Linked DNA regions of Mus musculus: all the other regions are linked to region 2. A link is a contact called in public HiChIP or PLAC-seq and Micro-C data. All regions are on one chromosome and are shown on one strand. Each heading gives the region's core, a stretch centred on a gene start, on an enhancer-like site or on the middle of the called end of the contact. The rest is flanking DNA. Distances are from core to core; before and after follow the strand shown.

Region 1 (3,685 bases), core at 1,009-3,508, 470 kb before region 2:
GGTGCCATCCGGACACACCGGCAGAGGAGGTAAAGGAAAAGCACAAGGCTTTGCTTGGACCCCAGGCAGGCTCAGAACCCAGGCAGGCTCAGAAGGCCATTTCAAACCAAGGCTAGCAAGGGCGTGCCTAGCCCCACATGCCTCCCCTTCCAGGCGCTCTGAGCCCAGGCTACCTGGAGGAGCTTCTGCGTTTGGGGATAGTGCCCAGGGCCTGGGAGGATGCTCGCTTCTGCCCTGCCAGTGACTCCTCATCCTCGGAGCGGCTGGCTGTGCCTGACGCCATCAGGGACGAGTCTAGCAGCCCCTGAGAATCTAGGAAAGAGAAAGGGTGACCTCTGTGCACGGACCCTTGTGTCAGCCCCTCAGCCCTTGCCCGGCCTCCCTGAGGCTTGGTCTTTGAGGCAGGCATTCCTCCTTGGCCATCCAGATCCCATCCGGGCTCAGACCTCCTGGTGCCACGGGTCATGGGGTGCAGCACAGGTGCTCAGGTCAGGCTGATGAGGCCGACACACGGGGTGGGCTCTGAGCATAACTGCTCCCTTGGCTATCAAAATGCATTGTGCCAAAGAGCAGAAGCTCCACAGCAACTGAGGCAATTGTGGCTCTGCCGAGAGGCACATGGGTGGTGCTGGCCCAGGGGAGGGGGGTGGTAGGTGGCATTGCCGGGCCAAGACCGAGAGACACTCGTGCAAGGCAAGGGGTAGAGTCAGAGGCTGCCTGGCGCCCGAGAGCTTGGGGAGATGGCCGGGCCTCACACTACCTTTGTCCATCCTCTCACAGTCCCAAAGCCTCCGGCTCCAAACCACAGGGCTAGGAGGAAGGGTCCCACAGGCTCATCCAAGGGTTCTGACCAAGCGAGCTTGGATGCTGAGAAGAGAGTCTGGGAAGGAGAGGTAAGGCTCCCTCAGGCTCGGGTTTCCAACAGGCCAAACCTACTGACTGACCAATCCCTTATCCTCGTGCACTCGTGCACCCTGTCTGAGGTAGTGGGAAGAGGCAAAAGAGCTCTACTCTCAATTGCACCTAACCATTAGTAGCTATTACCTGGTCTGATGGCTCTGACAGTTAATCCCAGCATGTGGAGGCGGAGGTAGAGGTAGAGGTAGAGGTAGAGGTAGAGGTAGAGGTAGAGGTAGAGGTAGAGGTAGAGGCAGGTGGATCTCTGTTGACTTTAAGGCCAGCCTCGTCTACAGAGCAAGCCAGGGCTATCTATATAATGGTGAGCCTCTGCTCCAAACAATAAAAACAAAAAATATAAGTAGCTATGTGGGAGTCACTGAGGCCTTTGTGTGAATGATAAAAAGATGTGGGAAAAAACGTATTAGGCTCAGAGATCTCTCTTAATTTTACCAGTGAATCCTAAATTAAGCATTTGGAACGTTAACCAGAAAGGGTCAAGGGATTCCTGACTCATTTGTTTTCCTTTGCCTGTCTACTCAAATCAGCAGCACCAGCCTGCCCCCAGGCCACAGCCTGGGAAGGTAGATGGAATCCCACTATCTCGCTACCCTTTTGCTTTCCCTTCCATTTGCAGCTTTTACTAAAGCGGGTGGTTCCTTCGGACGATTCAAACGTGGTTTGGGAACTGTATGAATACCCAGCGCTTTGGCAGCCCCGCCCCTCCTGACTCCGGCGTCTCGTAGAGCAAAGTTCTGGCTCTGCCTTTAAGGACGCTCCACGACCAGCTCCGTGGGTACCACAGAAGGGGGGTGCAGGTGTCCAGTCCCACGAGCAACTAAGGCAAAGTGCTTGCCCTCCTTCCCTTCCCTCCTCCCGACAGGGCACCCCCAAGGTGAGGGATCAGTGCAGGTCTGTTTCAGGGACTCTGGGGAGCAGTGGTAATTTAGTCAACTCTTCGGCTCCATACTACTGCATCGATCTCGCCATCTGGCTCTGAGGCCCACAGGCCGGTGGTAGCGAACCAGGACCAACTCCCAGACAATTCTCATCCCACCTCAAGCATGCCACCTGTGCGCATGCGTAACACCGCAGGCCAGAGCCTGGCCTGATCGGACTTACGCATGCGCAGATTTTTCGGGGCGATACCGGGGCGGGGCCCCAAATCTTGTTGTGGGGTTGTGCCCCGAGGCACGTTGGGAAACTCCACTTCACCCTCCAGGTCTACTCAGAACACTAGGAGACGAGTCGCGGGGTCTCACCATTCCTAGGCTGCCAGCTCCAACAATTTCTCCGCGGCGACGGCAGGAGCCGCAGGGCCAAAGCCGGCTTCCGTGAGACACATCTACTTCCGGGTTGCGAACGAAGGGTTGGACGATCTCTTCCGGTTCGTCCTGGACCCGTAAGTGGAAGGGGCGTGGCCGTGCGCCTTAGTGGAAACCATTTTGCGGGGAGCCGGAAATACAGCTTTCCCGGTTGGCAGAAGCGCTTAGGGAGGCACCAGGCAGTGTTAATTATAGGAACCGCGGAGGTTTCCGTGTTGGAAAACGCAGCGGGAGGGCGGGGCTTGTGCTGAGACCCCGCCCAGGCGACGCTGGGAGGGGCGGGGCCGCCGTGCATTCGTAATTAGCACTAACCTTGGTAGGTCTCTCTGGACCAAATCTTGTATTGTTTTATCTGCCAGTGTTTTCAGATAAGGGATTCGGTCAGGCTCTTTGCTAAGCACAGGACTGGAGGAACATGTTGGAGAGTTTGCTCTAACTGTGGCGTACAGTACGATCCCGAAAATTCCTGTCTAAGGGGGAGATGCAGGATGGTGGCCGCGTTCCTAAGGAAACACTCCTTAGAAGGAGCGGCGCCAGTTGCTTACGCCAGAAGAACTCCATCTAGACTGCTGGGGTCAGTCGTGGGTAGCCAGCAAACCAACCGAATCCTTTTCAGAGGACAGTGTTCCCTGAGGAAACTGTTTTGAAAGAAAGAACTAGTTCCCAGAGAACAGGAGACGTCCAGACTTTGGGGCCGTGAGAGATGCCCGGGAAAGCTAGGGAGACTGGGCTCTAATAGCTCTTTCATGCCTTCTTTGAGGGGCACAAAAGTGGAGCAGCTCTGGCTGGAGGAGCTTCCGGGAAGAGCGTTTGCCCAGCGTGCCTGACATCCTGAACTTAAGTGTCAAATGGACGACCCTGACAAGTTGCAAGTCTTCTCTTCATAATATACTGTTACTTATTTAACGAGCATGTATTTGCTTTATCGCTCCCAAAACAAAGTTTTCTGGTATACAGTGTGCTTGTTAGAGGTTTGTCAACTTGAAACTAGCTAGAATCTTCGCGCTCAGTTGAGAAAATGCCTCCTTCAGACTGGTTGGTAGGCAAGTCTGGGGTGTGTTTTCTTGTTTGGATAGATGTGGGAGGTCTAAGCAGTGCCTGCCTTGAGGTTCTTGCCCCAACTTTCCTCGGTAATAGACAGTGACTTGAAAGTTATGAGATGAGGGGCTGGTGAGATGGCTCAGTGGGTAAGAGCACCCGACTGCTCTTCCAAAGGTCTGGAGTTCAAATCCCAGCAACCACGTGGTGGCTCACAACCATCCATAACGAGATCTGACTCCCTCTTCTGGAGTGTCTGAAGACAGCTACAGTGTACTTACATATAACCAATAAATAAATCTTAAAAAAAAAAAAAGAAAGTTATGAGATGAAATAGACCCTTTGCTTCCCAGGTCGCCTTTAGTTACAGTGTTTTGATCACAGCAATTAAAAACAAACTAGGACACAGTCTGGTGGGTTGTGCA
Region 2 (3,750 bases), core at 380-2,879:
CCTTGCCTGCACCCAGCTGCCAGCACCCTCTTTGGGGAGCAGGAATCTAATCTGCTGACAGAGCTACACTCTTTTCACAGCAGGCTCAGATGGCTCAGGCTCCCCTGACCTTCCTATTTGTCCACCTCCCCAGTCAGGAGCTCCGGCCCCGGCCAGCCCCTCCTACTGCTGACCTTTCTTCTCAGGGTCCTCCCCACAAGGCCGCTTCTCTCTGCAGTCACCACCAACTTCACGTCTAACAGAATGTAGGATTTATAGTTTATCGTCCTCAGGGCTGTCAGCCCATATTCTTGACTCTGCCCTTTCCTTTTGCCCAAGTCGTTCTCACCCAGCCTGGAAGGCCACCCGGCATCTGTAGGCTTAGAACTAAGGAGCAGCTCAAAGGTTCAGTAGGTTTCCACAAGGGTTGGTGGGTCCTAGTCCAAGGCCAGCTGTCCTCGGAACAGAACAAGGTCCTCGCGAGATCGGACCCACACACCTCAGGAGCTGGGGAACTCGAGGGAAGGACAATTGAAAACTGCCTGCCCTGGGGTGAGGGAGATCAGAGGGGGATGGGAGACTGCTTTGCACTGGCCCTGTTCCAAAGTTGGGTGGCAGCAAGAGAATGTCACAGATCAGCAGCCTGGAGCGCTAGCTATAAATAGCTGGAGGTTTCTCTCTCCACCAGGGGTCTCCATTTCCTGTGTGGCAGCAACTGGGACACCGTGGCTCTGGCCAGCTTGATATTAAACTAACACATTAAGGTGCCAGGTCCCTCTCTGCTCCTAGCCTTTAAGAATTCCGTCTTAGTGAAGGTCAGAGCTGTCGGGTAAGGGGAAGAGGGGGGGCCCTGTCATCGATCCCGACTGGGCTGGAACCCTCCCACGCATGACTCAATTCAGAGCTGTTCCCCGGGAGACTGGGGCGGGATGCAGACAGATTCCAACACCTTAACCTATGTTTGCTCAGTCAGTCAACTGTGAATCTGAGGTCTTCTGTCAGGCCACTTGTCTACCCAATAAAGTGTGGTTTTTCCAGAAACTGGAAGAGTTGGGGGAGTTTATGTGGCAGTGTGTGGGGTCATGTATCACTGCATGCATGTTTTACTCAATGTAAGACAAGAAGTGGAAAAAATCATCCTTGTTTAATAGCAGCCACACTCGGGCATCAATCGGCATTGGCGTCCACTCTGCTCACAGCCCCCACCTCCACCCCCCCACCCCACCCCCGTCCCCTTTTGTGCTTCGTATCCCCTCTTCCACCCAAGCTGTCAGCCAGTCTTCCCAGCGCTTCTTACAGGGTCTGTCACGTTGCCTGCCTACGAGGAGGTCGCGCACAAGGCAGAAATATTAGCGAGTCACCCTCCCATCCCCCGACTCACCCCCTACACCCATTCTGTGGCCTCACTAGTGCTGGTCCAGCTAAGGTCGGTTCCTCCGGATCACCCTGTAAAGGGCCGCTCCAGGCGGTAGGGGGCGCTAGGCCCATCGCTGGAGAATTCCGAGGATCTACCTAGCTACAGTTTACGTCACTGAACTTAGACTGCGGATTGGCTAATTCTGAGCTAAAATTTTTCCCGTTTTCCAAGGAGCGCTCTTGATGGACCAGAACCACACCCCCCAGAATTCAATGGGCCTTTCCGAGAGGAAGGCTAGACTGAGCGTGCGTAAGAGAGAGGTAGAAGCCGGAAGTTCAAGGCTGGCTCTCGCTTTAGTGGGCGAGTTTTCGCAGGGGGTGTCGGGTCCGGAGCGGGGCTGAGCACCAGTGGCTGAGGAGCTGCGCGTTGGTGACTGCCTCTTCCTGCCCTGCGGCGGCCGCGCGACTCTGCGAGTGGCAGACTGAGCAGGCATCGCTCTGACGCGGCCGAGTTGCAGCCTCCAGGTAGGCCGCGGGCCGGACGGCCAAGCGCACTCGCCCTCCCCCCACGCTCTCCTGCTCGGCGCACCGCGCCCCCTGCTCCCCGTGTCGCCGCTTTTCACGCTGTTCCCCTGCTCCCCGTTCCGAGTCCCTGCTGTCCCCTGTGCCCCGCACCGCGCTCCCCTCCGCTCCCCTGTGTCCCGCACCGCGCGTCCTCGGCCTGTGCCCTTGAGAGCGCGCGGCTCCTAGTCCCTGCGCTGTGCTAGCCCCTGCTGGCTCCCCGGCTGTCATAGTCCGACCGCCTTCCTGGTGTGACTGCGGCCTGGCTGTCCTCCCTTCTGAAACTGCTCGCCTCAACCCCAAAGCTCCTCACGGTCCCTCAAAGCCACTTATTTCTCTGAGGTCCTCACCACCTTCTCTGATCCTACAGAATATGGGGTTCATAGCTTACCTTTCTGGGCTCCGTTAGTCAGAAGTTGTTTTCTGCGGACACCAAGTCTCTCCAAAGAGGGCTAAATGACAGAAGCTGGGGTGGTTTTAGGGCTTTGATCCTTATTTGTTTTGTAAAGGATGCCCATCAGATGAAAACCTTCTGCCAGTCTCAAGAGTTTCTTTTATTTCCAAAGTTAATCCTTGTATCTGGGCTTCTAACTTCAGGGTTTTATTGTTTGTTTTTGAGGTTATCTCGGATTTGCTTCTTTTTGTTTCACACCCCCCCCCCGTTTTTTTGTTTTTTGTTTTTGACAGGGTCTCATGTCCACATCCTGAGTGCTGGGATTTCCAGCATATACCACATGCTCTGTTTAATGCAGTTCTGGGGACTGAACCTCTGGCTTTGTGCCTGCTACACTGAGTTACATCCCACTTTAAATCATACTCAAATCTTCTCTATCAGTGAACAAGGTGAAATTAGCTTTTCACCAGGGCGAAGTGACTCTGGCACTCTACAGGCAGGATCCCCCAGACACACACATCCTCAAGTCTATCTTCAGGTCCTCTCTCGGGAGAATTTCACTACCACAATAAGTAGCCTGATTAAAATATGGTTCTGAGGCTGGAGAGATGGCTCAGCAGTTAAGAGCCTTGCTGTTCTTCCAGAGGACCCAGGTTTGATTCCTAGTATAGTCTGGGTGGGCTGGTCACTTTTTTTTTTTAAAGAGATTTATTTCTGGATTTTATGTATATGAATACACTATAGCTGTCTTCAGACACACCAGAAGAGGGCATTGGATCCCATGACAGATGGTTGTGAGCCACCATGTGGTTGCTGGGAATTGAACTCAAGACCTCTGGAAGAGCAGTCAGTGCTCTTAACCACTGAGCCATCTCTCCAGCCCCGGCTGGTCACTTTTTAAGCACAAATAAGGAGAGCCTGTGTTAGCTCTGATGGCATCGCATCATATACACCTGTTTCCGGCCTTCTGTACCTCGGGTGTAGATGTTTTGAGTCAGAGCTCTGAAACTGCCATGCTTAACTCTTTTTTTTTTTTTTTTTTTTTTTTTTTTAAAGATTTATTTATTTATTATATGTAAGTACACTGTAGCTGTCTTCAGACACTCCAGAAGAGGGCATCAGATCTCATTACGGGTGGTTGTGAGCCACCATGTGGTTGCTGGGATTTGAACTTCGGACCTTCGGAAGAGCAGTCGGGTGCTCTTACCCACTGAGCCATCTCACCAGCCCCATGCTTAACTCTTTTAAGAGCAGCCACACAGGAGTCACCAGCATAGGATGCATCCGTGAAGATGAAAATAAGGAATGGCTCTCCGGGAAGGAGGAGAGGCCTATCCTGCAGACCAACTCCAATCTGTCTTTGTAGGGGAAGACATGCCATCTGCCAAGCAGCTAGCCGATATCGGCTACAAGACCTTCTCTGCCTCGATGATGCTCCTCACTGTGTATGGGGGTTACCT
Region 3 (3,646 bases), core at 762-3,261, 310 kb before region 2:
GAATTGTAAATCCAGCACTTGGGAGGTGGAGGGAGGCCAGAGATTAGGAGCAAGGCCAGTCTAGGTGTCATGGTAAATTAGCTCATCAAACACTGGGGAGATGTAAATTAAAGCAGGCATAAAATATGGATAGAACATACATATAATATATATGAATTTATTACACAAATACATATATGTAATACATGTATATAATGTGTGTATAATATATATGTGTGTGTGTAAGTGTACATATATACATATATGTAGATATTGATAACACTGAGTGCTGCTGGAAGTGTGGAGGAACATGCCCCTCACTGGTGACAGGAGGATGGTGCAGCCTCTGCAGCACTATTTGGCAGCTTCTTATAAACTCAAATTTAAATTAGACCTTGAACTCAGGTCCTCTGCAAGAGCAGTGTGTTCTTTTAACTGCTGAGTTATCTCTCTAACTCTTCTCTTCTCTTTTCTTTTCTTTTCTTTTCTTTTCTTTTCTTTTCTTCCTCTCTCTCTCTCTCTCTCTCTCTCTCTCTCTCTCTCTCTCTCTCTCTCTCTCTTATATTAGTGCTCTTATCTGCATGTCAGAAGAGGGCGTCAGATCCCATCACAGATGGATGCCAGTCACCATGTAGTTGCTGGGATTTGAACTCAGGACCTCTGGAAGAGTAGTCAGTGCTCTTAACCACTGAGCAACCTTTCCAGCCACTCCAGTTCCTTATTTTCATTTTGATACAAAGTCTCATATAGACCAGGCTAGCCTCAAACTCACTATGTAGCTAAGGATGACTTTGAACTTCTGATCTTCCTGCCCCCTTCTGGCCAGTTCTGGAATTACAGGCACTTGCCACCTCATCTCGGTTTTTTTTTTTTTTTTATGCAGGGTTGGAAACTGAACCCAGGTCAGGCTTTGTGCATTTTAGGCAGGGGTTCTACCTCGTGAACACAGCTCCAGTTTTAGTTCTAATTAGCCCCAAACTGGGAACAATTCAGTTATTCTTCCATTGTTGACTGAATAAACCATCTGCACATCTTCAGTGTGGAAATTAACCATGTCATACGCAACAACTCAGATGCGTCCGAAGGCATTTCTGTCCTGTGGTTTCCAGAAAGTGAGGGCACTTGGGAGGGGAAAGCAGAGGGACAGAATCTCACCACTTGAGCCCCCTCCCCCCCCCACCCCCCATACACACGCTGGTCCACAACGCCATTCACATTCAGTGTCCACTACAGGCTGCCCGGTGCTTCCCACCTATTGGGTGCCCTGTGAATGTTTGTTGTAGACTCGACAGGGATGAAGGACAGATATGGGCTGGTCACCCGCTGATGTCATGCCTTCACGAGAGTTTGCTCAGAGTAGTTCAGCTGCCTTGACAGCCCGTCTACGTTGAAACTGGTAGTAGGAAATGTGTCTCCCGGAAAGCAAGGCTGATGGGGAGAACTGGCAGGGATGGACAGGGTATTCATATTCTCTGGCTTCACCCAAGGCTTACCAAAGCTGTCAAGAGGTGGAGGACACCCTGTATTTCTTCTTATAGCCACACGAGGGCAGTGTAGCCCCGCAAACCGTGAAGCTGCCTCCCATGCGCCATCTACTGGCAACATTTTCTCAAGTGGAGGGAAAGGAGTTTTTTTTTGTTTGTTTGTTTGGTTTTTTTTTTTTTCTTGCTTAAAGAATGAAAGGCTTGATATGGCAACCCAACACTTTCAGACATGGAGAGGCCACAGTAGGGACAGGAAGATTGTCATGAACTCAAGGCTATCCTCAGCTACATAGTGAGACGCTGTTTCAAAACAAAACAAAACAAAACAAACAAAAGATAAATTTAATTTCTTGATGGCTCTTCCACCCTAAGACTCTAGCTGCTTTCCCTCGGCCCACACAGTTGCTCCTCCTCCACATATCACTTTGAGATACCCCACCCCCACTCCACCCCACCCCCCACGCTCCCCTTGACAGCTCTTACCTCTGCCTCATTTCATTGGCATGAGATGGGCAAGACTCCACCGCTAACAACACACCTCATCCTTCTGGCTCACCACCCAGTCTCTCCTCACCCGCACTTTGCTTGTTGGGGTGATGGATGAGGGTGGGGTGGGTAGGGTGGGAGCCCAGCCTAAGCTTTCTTTTCTTCCATCCTCTCCTTCTTCATTTTTTCTTTTCTTTTCTTTTCTTTTCTTTTCTTTTCTTTTCTTTTCTTTTCTTTTCTTCTCTTCTCTTCTCTTCTCTTCTCTTCTCTTCTCTTTTTCTTTCCTTCTTTCTTCTTCTTTCCTTCCCTTTCTTTCTTTCTTTCTTTCTTTCTTTCTTTCTTTCCTTCTTTCTTTCTTTCCTTCTTTCTTTCTTTCTTTCCTTCCTTCCTTCCTTCCTTCCTTCTTTCTTTCTTTTTTTTTTTTCTGAGACAGGGTTTCTCTGTGTAGCCCTGGCTGTCCTGGAACTCACTTTGTAGACCAGGCTGGCCTTGAACTCAGAAATCTGCTTGCCTCTGCCTCCTGAGTGCTGGGATTAAAGGCTTGTTCCATCACGCCCGGCTTCCTTCTTCATTTTTCAAACTCAGGACTTTGTTGCTAAACAAACGTCCTACCACTGAGTGACTACCCCAATATGTGTGTGTGTGTGTGTGTGTGTGTGTGTGTGCTCCTCGTGGGTGTAGGTGCTTAGAGAGGCTAGAGGTGTCAGATTCCCCAGAGATGGAGTCATCCAGCGTGTGTACCAGACTTACTGAGTCTCCTGGAAGAGACTCTTCAGTCTGCACTACTGACCCAGCTCTCGGGCCCTGGTGGTAGGTGGGGCGGGGTGGGGTGGGGCGGGGTCTTGCTCTGGCTTTGTAGTTGTGGCTGGCTTGGAACTCTCCGTCCTCTCACTTCAGTCCCCCCAGTGTTATCTGGTGTCGTTTTGAGTGTGCTCTGGAGCCGGCGTGTCTGGGCTTGAATCACGGCTGATCTATACACAGGCTTTAACGTTTTAAACGTTCTGGCTCTCCCTACCCTATCAGACCCGGGTAACAGGATCACCCACATGAAGAGGTTGTATAGAGGATTAGCTGAGTATCCACACACATGGCCGCCCGAGGTAGTGCTGGCGCACTGTCAAGGGTGAGTGTTCTTATGTATTATCCCTGGAGCCAGAGATCACCGCCACTGGCCCTCCACTCGCCACCCCAGTTCCCCCATCAGCAATGCTTCCCTTGGGTTAAGCCTACAACTTTCCTTTTCTCGACCTGAAACCAGTGTGTGCCCCTGCTATACTCTCTCACAAAAACCCATTTTCTCTGAAGTCTGGTGTCAGAGACGCCCATCCTCCGTCCTCCACTGGCTCCAGCCCCGTGAAGATGGGATGGAAGTATCCCCAAAACTCCATCTGTGGTGACCCCCCCACATCCTCTACCCTTAAGGGATGAAATCAAAGGCTTAAAGTGTCTGCTGGGCAAACTGTAAACATGGCTGCCCCTGAGGTGGCAGAGTGACAAGATGATACCACACTGGAAACATTCACACAAGCCATCGCTTCAGAAACACAACTTAGTGATACACACCTGTGAGCCTCACACTGGTGAAGCAGAGGCAGGGGAATGGCAAGTCTGAGTCAGGCCTGAGCTACATAGCACGACTGTGTCTCAAAAAACTAATAAGCATCCAAACTAAAGTCTTAAAAATACTAAGACCACAT

Evidence for each region. Hi-C and Micro-C count contacts between places; a contact is called where the count stands out from the background. HiChIP or PLAC-seq counts read pairs in DNA pulled down with a chosen protein or histone mark.
Region 1: a contact with region 2 is called in an H3K4me3 HiChIP or PLAC-seq map of the 230-238 cell line, with 12 read pairs. The contact joins the promoter of Mcrs1 here to the promoter of Cox14 in region 2. A contact is called at or near these places in 1 of 39 promoter capture datasets (liver), 2 of 115 datasets of contacts at active chromatin or transcription factors (the 230-238 cell line and pancreatic cancer cells) and 1 of 9 other capture datasets (liver).
Region 3: a Micro-C map of embryonic stem cells shows a contact between it and region 2, with 1.8 times the contacts expected there. The contact joins the enhancer-like site here to the promoter of Cox14 in region 2. A contact is called at or near these places in 1 of 39 promoter capture datasets (embryonic stem cells), 1 of 15 datasets of contacts at CTCF or cohesin (embryonic stem cells), 4 of 484 Hi-C or Micro-C datasets (cortical neurons, embryonic stem cells and liver) and 4 of 115 datasets of contacts at active chromatin or transcription factors (embryonic stem cells and pancreatic cancer cells).

Annotation. Positions count from the first base shown.
Region 1 is chr15:99,249,703-99,253,387 of GRCm38.p6, forward strand. It overlaps Mcrs1 (microspherule protein 1), which reads right to left and starts at 2,259. Exons shown (of 15, transcript NM_016766.3): 1 at 2,160-2,259; 2 at 761-880; 3 at 174-312. The coding sequence starts at 770. 1700120C14Rik (RIKEN cDNA 1700120C14 gene) reads left to right here and starts at 2,086. Exons shown (of 3, transcript NR_045627.2): 1 at 2,086-2,299.
Region 2 is chr15:99,723,989-99,727,738 of GRCm38.p6, forward strand. It overlaps Cox14 (cytochrome c oxidase assembly protein 14), which reads left to right and starts at 1,630. Exons shown (of 2, transcript NM_183256.3): 1 at 1,630-1,860; 2 at 3,657-3,750. The coding sequence starts at 3,665. It overlaps Gpd1 (glycerol-3-phosphate dehydrogenase 1 (soluble)), which reads left to right. Exons shown (of 8, transcript NM_010271.3): 8 at 1-1,026. Gm16537 (predicted gene 16537) reads right to left here and starts at 486. Exons shown (of 3, transcript NR_155353.1): 1 at 329-486.
Region 3 is chr15:99,415,185-99,418,830 of GRCm38.p6, forward strand. No RefSeq gene overlaps it. Among named protein-coding and RNA genes, the nearest start is that of Nckap5los, 16 kb to the right of the region's middle. Within about 2 kb of position 2,012, at least 73 of the 459 cell types and tissues checked have an H3K27ac peak or open chromatin away from gene starts, as enhancers often do. A contact at or near this core is called in embryonic stem cells and pancreatic cancer cells, where this site is marked.